2 separate regions of the Mus musculus genome follow, and region 2 is linked to region 1. The links are chromatin contacts, called in public HiChIP or PLAC-seq maps. All regions are on one chromosome and are shown on one strand. Each heading gives the region's core, a stretch centred on a gene start, on an enhancer-like site or on the middle of the called end of the contact. The rest is flanking DNA. Distances are from core to core; before and after follow the strand shown.

Region 1 (5,602 bases), core at 2,840-5,339:
AGGCTTTGGCTTGCTTCCCAGTACTACACAAAACTGGGTGTGAGGTGCACATCTGTAATCTCAGCACTTGGGAATGAGAGGTAGGAAGGATAGAAGATGAAAGGCATCTAGACTGCACAGTGAGTTCAAGTTCAAACCTAGGCTTTATCAAGGCTAGCCTGGGTTTCATGAGTCTATGTTTCCTACCCTCACCCCTAACTCCCACCACCATGCTGCTGAGAATGCTGAAGGTTGCAGCTGCCTGGATAACAAGATAGGTTTCAAAATGGACATCAGGTTTGTACAGGGAAGGCTCTGATTTCTCCTCTTATCAGCATTTGTGTCTGTCTGGGTCTTTTACCCTGCCTACCCTATTCATGTGTGTGACGCTGCACCTCCTGGGAACTTGGATTGGGTTTCCAGAATGATGCAGAGCTGCTCTCATGAGCTTGCTGACCACACCTGTAATCCCAGCAGAGACAGAGGATCCTGAGTTTGAGGCCAGTCTGGGGTACATCGTGAGACCCTGTCTCTAAGAAAGCTGAGTTCAGCTGAAGATGTAGCTCAGTGGTAATCTAGCCTCTTGCTTCTTGTGCCCTGGATTTATTTATTTAGTCCATCACTGAAAAGGACTAGTGGTGGGCTGGAGAGATGGCTCAGTAGTTAAGAGCACTGACAGCTCTTCCAGAGGTCCTGAGTTCAATTCCCAGCAACCACTTGGTGGCTCACAACCATCTGTAATGGAATCCAGTGCCCTTTTCTGGTGTGTTTGAAGACAGCTGCAATGTACTCACATACATAAAACAAACATTTTAAAAACCGAAAAGAATAGGGTTGGTGGTGAGTGGATGATAGACTTCAACTTTTTTTTTTCCCTTTGAGTGGTAAGAGTGAAAGGCCTAGCCTATCAGAGGTGGTGCATGCCTTTAGTCCCAGCACAGAGGCACAGAGCAAGTTTAAGGACAGCCAGGGCTACATGGAGAAACTTTATCTCAGAAAACAGACAAACAAACAAACAAACAGTGCCTGAGTTCTAACTCCAAGGACCCACATGGTGGAAGGAGAGAACAGACTCCTGCAGTTGTCCTTTGACCTCTGCCATGATGCACATGCACACACGAGCACGCGCGCGTGCACGCACGCGCGCGCACACACACACACACACGAGTAAATGAACAAGTGTGAACAAGTTTGTTCCTAAATGTTATTGTATCATTAGGAAGATACAATACCATCAGTTATTTCCTTAACCTCCTTTTCAGGCCGCTCATTGCAGTGTCTGCAGGCAGACGTGCACATTGGCCTTATGCCCCACACGGGTATCAGTCACTACTTCTGAGAGCTGTGTAGTAAGTAGATATTACAGAGCATTCTCTACTTATAAGGTTATGACATCCACAAATAGAAGTAGGTCCTTCTGCTAATGTGTAGACCATATTACTTTTGCCTAATTGCCCAGGAATGAACCTTTACAACAATCTAGAGAAGCCAGGTATGGTGTCTTGGTCCTGAAATGTCAGCACCAGGGAGACAAAGGAAAAGGCTTCGTCAGTCAAAGGCAAGTCTGTCACGAGACACCTTTTGACAGGTGGAACCTCTCTGATGCATCTTCTATCACGAGGGATGTTGGATTCTGTTAGATTCACTTTCTGTGTCTGTTAAGAGGATTGTGTGGGGTTTGCCCTTTATGCTGTTGGTAGACTATATTATATCACCTGATTTTGAGATGTTAAGCCAACCTTGCATTCCTAGAGTAAATCTCATTTGGTCTGGAAATACGAACCCTTTTTATACGTTGCTCTTCGTAATTTGCTAACATTCTGTTAAACAGCTTGGTTTATATTCATAGGACAAGTACCCGTGTGTGTGTGTATGTGTGTGCCTGTGTGTTCGTGTGTGTGTGTGTGTGCATGCATGCGTGTACATGTGTGTATATGTGTGAGACACTCTTGCGCGCGCTCCACTGGCCAGGAAGAACGAAGCTGCAACAGGATCCTTCTGCACACGTTTATTGGGAGAGCTTGATTGTAGAGGCGAAAGACCCCGAGCCCAGAACTGGTGCTGCTTTTATAGGCCTAGGAGGGGCGTGTCTCACACCCGGATTGGTTATGCACTAAGCCTCATTTGCATGTTCCTCATCTGATTGGCTACTCTCTCTCAGTACCTTACAGAACCTCATTATCATACCTCATTTGCATGTCTCACATCTGATTGGTTATACTCTCAGTACCTTACAGAACCTCATTATCATGCCTGGGCCAGGCAGTGTCTTTGCAAAAAACTTTACTGCATATGTACACATTGGTTGTTTGTCCAAACTTATGTGTGGTGGCCAGCAGTAGTCAGTGCCACTCTGCAACGGCACATATGGCTTCCCACAAGACACATTATCTGGTTTCAATTGTCTTATTGCTCAGTTTGTTTGAAAAGATGTTCAGGAGCATCCAAGTAGCTCCTGTGTGCCTGGGCTAACCTGCATCTGGTGGGAATCAGTGAACAGATGCTCTGAGCACAAGAGCCGTCAGTGGGTACCACTGGGGAAGACAGAGCCTTACCTATAGAGTGATTGCTGGCCTGGAGGTAGAGGATGAGCACTTAGAGGACAGCAGAAAGGGTACTTGGGGGATCTGCTGTGCCCCTTTGTCTCAGGAACTGAATTTTAGGGGTGGATCCAAGATGACCAGCTGAGTAGCTCTCCCATCCTTTTGTTTCCTGATCCAACGTCCAGAGAAGGGAGGGACCGCGAGCATCCTCTGGCTTTAACTGAAGGCTGAGTGCCTGGCCCACTCCTAATAGAAACAGGTCAGAGGATGCTCTGCCCTCTCTCTGGCTTCAAAGGAAGGAAGTTCTGGTGGTCAGCAAATCCCTTAGGAACGGGAATGGTTGCGGGATGGGAGCATCTCTGAGGACTCCTTCTGCAGCCCCAAAAACAGAACATAGACTCTGAAATGAGGCCTGTGGGTTCCCAGTCAGGGAGAATCTAGCCAGCTGGCAGTGTGGGAGGGAGGGTAAAATTCTTACAAAGCTTTTGCTCTGGGTATCCTATTACTTACTCGTCAGAGTAAATGTGTGACCTTGGCAAGGTCATTTCTATTGCTGTTGTGAGACACCATGACCAAAGGCAACTTGGAGAGGAAGGGTTTATTTCACTCAGCTTCCATAGAACAGTGCATCATCAACAGCAACGAGGGCAGGAACTCAGCAGGGCAGGAACCTGGAGGCAGAGCTGATGCAGAGGCCACGGAGGATGCTGCTTACTGGCTTGCTCCTCATGCCTTGCTCAGCCTGCTTTCTTATAGAACCCAGGACCACAGGCCAGGAGTGGCCCCACCCATAATGGACTAAACCCTCCCACATCGATCACTAATTAATGAAAGACCCTACAGGCTTGCCTGCAGCCCAGTCTTATGTAAGAGAGCATTTTCTCAGTTGAGGTTTCCTCCTTTCAGATACCCTCAGCTTATGTCAGGTTGACATAAAAAAACAGCCAGCACACTTGCTGTCTTCAGAGTACAGGACATGGACCCATGAGCAGTTTGCAGAGCCCAGTGATGGGGATTTGAGCTTCTCTAAGGAGCCAGTGGCCCATTTCCTCCTGGGGACCCAGTGCTATTTTTGCACATGCAGCTCTCTGCAGAGGCCCAAGGTCCCTGCGAGAAAACCCACGAGGCAAGTGAGGAAGGAAGAGAGTGGGTTGTCTCCGTTCATTGCCCCAGAAGCATCTTCTGCTGACGCCTCCCCAGCACGGTCTTGCTTCGACCCCCTCATGCCTAGCGAGCTGGAGGCAGCCCTCAGAGAAACCAGCATCTGTTAGACACCCAGCTCAGCCACCACACAGGGTATGACGTAATCCTGGCGACAGTCCTGCTTGCAGTGATAGTGCATGGTCCCAGGACTGGAGTGAGAACAGAGAAAGGATCTGAGGGCTTCTCAAGCAAGAAGCCAGATGTCTGCGCTCCTTTCTGGAGGCTTGTCTGTCTTTCCAAGAACACCGATGAGGCAGAAACAGGCTGGGTGGATGATAGATTACGTTCCCTTAGCACCACTGTGCTGATGTGAAGGCAGGATTTCCGAATGTCACGTGTTCGTCTGGGCCACCCTTCCGCAGCACTGCCTGGGGTGCCCCCTGGCTCCTCCAGGCAGCAAGGTGCGTGCACGGGATGGTGTGGACAAGGATGAGCAACACTGTGCGACTCTGGTCCAAGTGCCGGAGGCTCTGGTGCACCCCACCCCCACCTAACCCAACCCAGTCCTTGGAGGCCTTTGCTTTCCCTGCTGTTCCCATCTGCGTCTTCCAGGGAGATAGCTTCCCATAGCGCAGCAGGGAGGTATGCCAGAGGCACAGGCAGCCTCACTGCTACCGCTTAGGGCAAGATGCAGGACCACCACGCTTTAGAAAAGGCGGACAGGGAGCAGGAGGTACCGACAGCTTGGGTAGGCTAGCATTTCCTGCTCCTTCCCTCCTCCCCTTGCCTCTTCTGGCAATGTGTCAGAGCCTGTCTTAGGGAGAACAAGACAAAGGGAGCGATTTCATGAGTGGCTGGACTAGAATCTCAAATTCAGGATTAAGAAAAACCATAAGAAATGGGTATCATATATTTCTGTCAAGCCTGGCAGGCAGCAGGCTGGAAATGGGCGTGGCCAGGCTCCTTGGAACAAAGGCTGGGTTTGAGCAAAGGGAGGCTGTGGCAGAGGTGAATAGTGTTTGCATTCATAGTGAGAGGGCTGGCAAGAGGGCTCAGTGTGTACAGGAGCTTGCCACCAAGCTTGACCACCCGAATTCGATCCCCAAAGCCCATGCAAAGGTGGGAGGAAAGAACCAGTTTTATGGGGTTGTCATCAGACCTTTACACACATGCAGGAGTGTGTCGCCCCACCATACAACAATGAGAAGTAAGCAGTTTTCAATTATTTGATTTGATTTTCAGTCACAAATGACTATGGGTATTAGACATAATGGCACATAGCTTTAATCCCAGAGGGTTGTGAGCCAGTGTGTAGGTGCTGGGAATCGATCCTGGGTCCTCTGTAAGAACCGTCTCTCCACTACCAAAATCTACACTTGAGAAGAGAGAGGCTCCCAAGAAAACGTTACCTCCCATCCTAATGTGATGCCCTTGGAGCAAGGGACATGGGCTGAGCAGAGTCCTGCCCCAGGACCTGTCTTATCTCCTAGCTATGAGGCTTTGAACCAGGCTCTGAAGCTTTGCAGCAGGGTGGGGTCACTCATGTCCCCAGATTGGCTGTAGGAAGTCTAAGGAGAGGTGGACTTAGTTAGAAACACTTCTGTCTCCTTCCCGGTAGTTTTTATTAGGTTGCCATGTGCCCCCGGCTGGCCCTGAACTCACTGTAGCCAAGGATGACCATGAACTTCTGACCCCTTTGCCATATCAGCAGTTCATGTGCTGCTAGGGGGCCAACCCGGGGGCTTTTGCATGCAAGACAAGTACTCTATCAGCTGAATTACATCCCGGACCTTTGAAGCACTCCAAGCTCAGCACAGTTTGGCAAGGGTGGGAAGATAAGGAGGGCTGCTCCCAGTGAGCACAGCCTTTCTGCCTTGTCCTGATTCCAGAAGCCATTAGCAGTTCTTGTCCCCTGGTCTGCAGGTGCAGAGGACGTG
Region 2 (5,493 bases), core at 540-3,039, 100 kb after region 1:
TTGGAAGCACCCTTACCTGCTGAGCCATCTCGCCAGCCTGCCTTCCTCTCCTTTTTTGAGACAAGAGCCCAGAATATCCTTGAACTCACTGTGTAGCTTAGGAGAACCCAGAACTCCTGACCCTCCAGTCTCCCAGTGCCAGGATTCCATGTGTGGATGGCCACACCCAGTTTATGATGTGCTGGGTATAGAACCCAGGGTAGCATGTGTTGTAGGCAAGCCATGTGTTGTAGGTGAGCCATGTGTTGTAGGCGAGCCATGTGTTGTAGGCAAGCCCTCTACTGACTGAGCTATACTCCTAATTGCCTTTTTCTTATCTTCCTAAATTTTAGTGAGTCTATATTGCTTCCATAGTGGGAAAAAAATAGTATTAAAGGAAATCTAGGGTGGGCACAAAGATGATTCTTGTTCCTGCAGTTGGTTTTCCTATTTCCATTTATGGCTTTTAAAATTCCGAGGTAAGGTCTCATCCTTCGCCCGCTCAAAACACAATCCAGTAGATCCCACACTTAGTGGGTTGCAGAGCCCTGTCTAAGTCATAGACAGAAACCACCAAATGCCATCCAGATGTGTGCGATGCTCACTCAGTAAATCACCCTGAAAATGATTCAGCAAACCCCAAACCTCTTTCTAACAATGGTGTTTACTGCCGGGGTGACAACTCTAAAGACGAGTTGGCTTGCAAGGCCCTTGCTCTGTGGACAGAGTGGTTCCGAAAATGACCGCCCAGTCATGAGCGGGATGCGAGCCCAGCCAGAGGCAGCCCCAAAGCTGGCTCGCAATCTAGCAATCTAGTAAAGGGAAATGCATACTGTTAAAGGGGAAGCTGACTTTGGAATGATAAGTGGAGTTTAAACCACAGGTTTTGAGACAATTCTTAGAAATTGTATCTTGTAGACTTCACATCTAAGGGCTGAGGGTAAGAGCTGAGGGTAAGCGCTCAGCGGGTAGGACATGTGCTTTGTAAGCATCAGGACAGAGTCAGTTCCTCGGAATCCACATTTTAGAGGCAGAGGGGGACTGGACAGATGACACAGCAGTTAAGAGCACTGGCTGCCTCTGTTCAATTCTCGGCAGAATATGGTGGCTCAAAGCCATCTGTAACTCTGGTTTCAGGGGACCCAAAGCCCTATTGTGGCCCCTGTTGCACACCAGACACACATATGGTGGATACCTATATGCATGAAATAAAAATAAGTAAATTATAAACAAAACAAGTGGCTGGGGATAATAGCACTCTTTTGCAATCCCAGTATGGAAGAGGTGGAGAAAGGTTGACTTGCTGGCCAGATAGTATAGCCTACTCCAGTGAGATCCTATATCGAGAGAGAGAGAGAGAGAGAGAGAGAGAGAGAGAGAGAGAGAGAGAGAGAGAGAGAAGAAGAAGAAGGAGGAGGAGGAGGAGAAGGAGGAGGAGGAGGAGACAGGAGGGGGACGGGAGGGGGAGGGGAGGGGAGGGGAGGGGGAAAGGAAAATAAGGTGCCCTGCTCCTGAGAAATGGCAGCCAAGGCTGCCTGCCTCTGGTCAGTTCCCACACACAGTTTTTGCCCTGAAATTCTGTGTCTGTGAACAGTGTCTCCCTGAGCATCAAGGTGTGAGAAGCGGCCATGGCTCTACCTGCTTGATGGTGCTGAGGTTGGCATTGCGGGACACGGGGAAGTTCAAGTAGACCCCTGTGGGCAGCAAGAAGTCAACAACCACGCTCTGGCTCTCCTCTTTGGTCCAGAACTCCATGGGGCAGTCCACCCCAGGGGGCATCCTGTTGTGTTACTTCTCTGAGGTCTGTTTTCCTGTGGGAAAGGCAAAGGCATGATGAACTAAGGCTTTGGCCAATGGGACGGCCAGATCTGGGCCACAGGAGGACATGCAAAGCTTGCTACACATGAGGCAGCATCCTGCCTAGGTGGCTTGTGACTCCCACCAATTTAAGCCACCCTATAGGCCGAGGTGCTTCTTATTACAGGTGGACATGCCATAGGCCAAAAGACCGCACTGTGGCCGACAGGTGACCCACAGTGGGAAACAAGAACAGGTAGATGCTTGAAAACCAAAGATAAAACTCTTCAGTTCTTAAAAATGTTCTGGCCAGAGACCAATTAGCTTAAAACCAGCGCTGACGAGCTGGCCACAGCACAGTGGCACCTGCTTACAATTCCAATAGTTGGGAGGTGAAGGGGGCTGATCAGGAGGAGAGCAAAGCCAGCCTCGGTTATATAGTAAGTTCAAAACCAGCTTGATGACCGTGAGATCTCTCTCTCTCTCTCTCTCTCTCTCTCTCTCTCTCACGCACGCACGCACGCACGCACGCACGCACGCACGCACGGAGAAAGAATACATGACTTTATCTAAGGAGTTACGATATCGGTCATGCCAACCCTCAGCCACCCCTTGCCCCCTCCACAGCACCACAGCAATAACAAAACATAACAGATCACAGGACACAGGGTGTGTTCACCACCCACACTCCCAGTCACCAAATCCCTCCCCGTCGCCACCAGCTTCCCCCTTCCAGGTCACTGCAACCTGGAATCTAGCCACTTAATCAACTGTAGGCATGTTTTCATACTCTTATTACTAGTGTGCGTTCATGAGCAATTCCTAGTATTTTCAGTGAGCTTTGAAAACCTGCCTGCCTAGTGACTCTTCAGAGCCGAGCTGTGGGACACCCACAGACCCAGGCTTGTGCAGGTAGGTCCTTTGCAAGGAGCCTACTGCCTCTGTGAGTCCCTGGATGCAACAGCCACATCATATCAAGAAAACATCACTTGCTTGCAACCCTCCTCACCAGCCTTGGGCTTCCGCATTCTTTCTGCCTCCCCCCCTCCCCCTCCCCCCCTCCCCCAACTGCACAGACTTGGAGGAGGGGGAGACAGGGGGGGGGGGCACACAGATTTCCCATTTAGTGCTGAAAGAAGCTTTAATGTTCATATAATCAAATTTGTCTACTTTATGCTTTATTATTTTGATTAGTTTTTTGGTTTTGTTTTTGAAATAGAGTCTCTACTATGTAGGCCAGGTTGGCCTCAAACTCTGTGAAACCTCAACCTCCCAAATGCTGGGATTAAAGGAGTGCACCACTGTGCCTGCCCTATTTTAATTCTTTAAAAAAAACCAGAATTCTAGGCTGAGGGTGTGTGGGTCAGTTGGTAGAGTACTTACCAACACACACACACACACACACACACACACACACACACACACACCCCTCTGCATTCACTTGCCAACACCACATAAACACATTGGGTACGGCTCTGCACATCTGTAATCCCTGCTCATAGCAGGCAGAGACAGGAGGATCAGAAGTTCAATGCCATCTTCTACTACATTGCAAGTTCAAGACCAGCCTCGACTACATAAGACCCTATCTCAAAAAAAAAAAAAAAAGAGGAGGAAAAGAAAGAAAGAAAGAAAGACAGACAAAAAGACTTGTGAATTGGGGTGCGTAGCTCAAGGACAGCTCAGCATGCTTGAGGCTCTGAATTGGAGCCCAACACCAAAACATAACAGAAAATGTCCATGCCTACCACAAGGTCACATTCTCCTGGATTTAAATGACATATTTGGTTTATGAGAGATGTCCCTATTGGTGGTGGTACCAACTGGGCTGGGCCTGACTCACTGGGCAGCAGCTGCTCCGGGCATGCCTCCTGTGCCCCCACCTCTCACCTCCCCGCCCCCACCCCCAGTAGCTGCTGGTACCTACTTCCTCTGAGTGTGAAACCACGTCCTACTTGGGGTTCCTCTTTCTAAGGCCAAAGTTTTCCTTTTTTAATTTAAAATTCGGGCAGGGGAATAGGCAGGAATCTGGAGGGTTGCATCTACAATGCATTCTTTCCAAGCTTGGGAATTCAGGGGTACCTTCGGTCACATGAATACAGGCTTGGGCTTCTGAGGAACCCTACCCAAAGGTCTGGGTCTGAGGCAAGCAGATGTTTTGTGTTCTTGTCTTTCAGTCCCGTGAAAAGGAAGGTCACAGCTGCATTTACCCATCTGGTGGCAGAAAATTATGTCTATAAACAACTTCACTTAACCATGGGGAAGACCCCATGGTGTGCATAGACCATCAAGCCCAGAGAAAGGGAACCACTTCTCTCTTTCCTGGAAGAAGTCTAGAACCTTCCATTTCCAGTAAGATACAAAAGAGAGAGAAAAGCAGGTGCAGGGACTCAGGGTGACCCCCAAATTGCACACTGGTACAGCCACGGAGGTAAACTGTTGGCTCTATCCAGAGTGGAACATGCATGTGCCCTGGAACCAAGACAATCATAGTCCCTACCCAGGCACATACCCAACAGACCTCCAACAGACCTCCAACACAGACACAGCCGAAGACACAATTAGGAGAGTTTAAAGCATTGTAGTCAACCACGTGGACACTTGTCAGGTGGAAGCCAGCAGCAGGACGCACTCTATTCTTCCCACTGACTGTCAGGTGGAAGCAAGGAGGAAGGAAGACTCTACAGACATCTGGTGAGAACAACCAATCTCATGGACAGAGCAGAGCAACGGAAGCGGGAATGAAAGCCAATACATACAAGTTCAAGGCCAACCTAGGGCACAAGAAACATTGTCTCAAAAGAAAAGATTCCCTCATGACGCAGGCAGCCTTGTCCTTCCCTGGAGTTCTGCCTCCTCTCCACTTCCTCAGGCACCACCATCCTTCCTGGTTTCTATAGCGATGGGGAGGGCACTGAAGGTGTCTCTCTCTCTCTCTCTCTCTCTCTCTCTCTCTCTCTCTCTTAATATTATTTTAAAAATATGGCCTGGCAATGGTAGCGCACGCCTTTGATCCCAGCACTTGAGAGGCAGAGGCAGGCGGATTTCTGAGTTCAAGGCCAGCCTGGTCTACAGAGTGAGTTCAGGACAGCCAGGACTACACAGAGAAACCCTGTCTCGAAAAAAAAATGCATATATATATATATATATATATATATATCCATATATATATATATATATATATATATATGGATATATATATATCCATATATATGGGTATGCTGAGCATGGCTATGGTATGTAGGTAAAAACACACGAGGACCACCTCCCCTTAGAGGGCAGAGCCACCAAAATCCTGAGAAGTGGAGTTACAAGCAGTAGTGAACATCCCACATGGAAACTCAACTTGAACCTCTCTAAGAGCAGTAACCACTCTTAACTGCTGGTCAGCTCTCTACCTCTCCAGCACCAAGTCCCCCAACCCCCCAGGGCACCTGGATCCAGCCACACCAGCAGCCATATCTATTCCCTGGGCTTCTACAGGGATTTTGTTTTAATTTACAGCATTTGAATCAGGTTTGATCTTTCTTTCTTTTCTTTTCTTTTTTTTTTTTTTTTTTTTTTTGGGTTTTTTGAGACAGGGTTTCTCTTTATAGCCCTGGCTGTCCTGGAACTCACTTTGTAGACCAGGCTGGTCTCGAACTCAGAAATTAGCCTACCTCTGTCTCCCGAGTGCTGGGATTAAAGGAGTGCGCCACCACGCCTGGCTTTGATTTT

The links. HiChIP or PLAC-seq counts read pairs in DNA pulled down with a chosen protein or histone mark.
Region 2: an H3K27ac HiChIP or PLAC-seq map of microglia shows a contact between it and region 1, with 4 times the contacts expected there. The contact joins the promoter of Pik3cd here to the enhancer-like site in region 1. A contact is called at or near these places in 6 of 484 Hi-C or Micro-C datasets (the 3T3-L1 cell line, embryonic stem cells, frontal cortex and 2 more), 1 of 115 datasets of contacts at active chromatin or transcription factors (microglia) and 1 of 9 other capture datasets (pancreatic islet).

What each region holds. Positions count from the first base shown.
Region 1 is chr4:149,558,617-149,564,218 of GRCm38.p6, forward strand. It overlaps Ctnnbip1 (catenin beta interacting protein 1), which reads left to right. Exons shown (of 5, transcript NM_023465.4): 5 at 5,589-5,602. Among named protein-coding and RNA genes, the nearest start is that of Mir5616, 24 kb to the left of the region's middle. Within about 2 kb of position 4,090, at least 122 of the 459 cell types and tissues checked have an H3K27ac peak or open chromatin away from gene starts, as enhancers often do. A contact at or near this core is called in frontal cortex and microglia, where this site is marked.
Region 2 is chr4:149,661,527-149,667,019 of GRCm38.p6, forward strand. Pik3cd (phosphatidylinositol-4,5-bisphosphate 3-kinase catalytic subunit delta) reads right to left here and starts at 1,790. Exons shown (of 22, transcript NM_001164052.1): 1 at 1,618-1,790. The coding sequence starts at 1,758.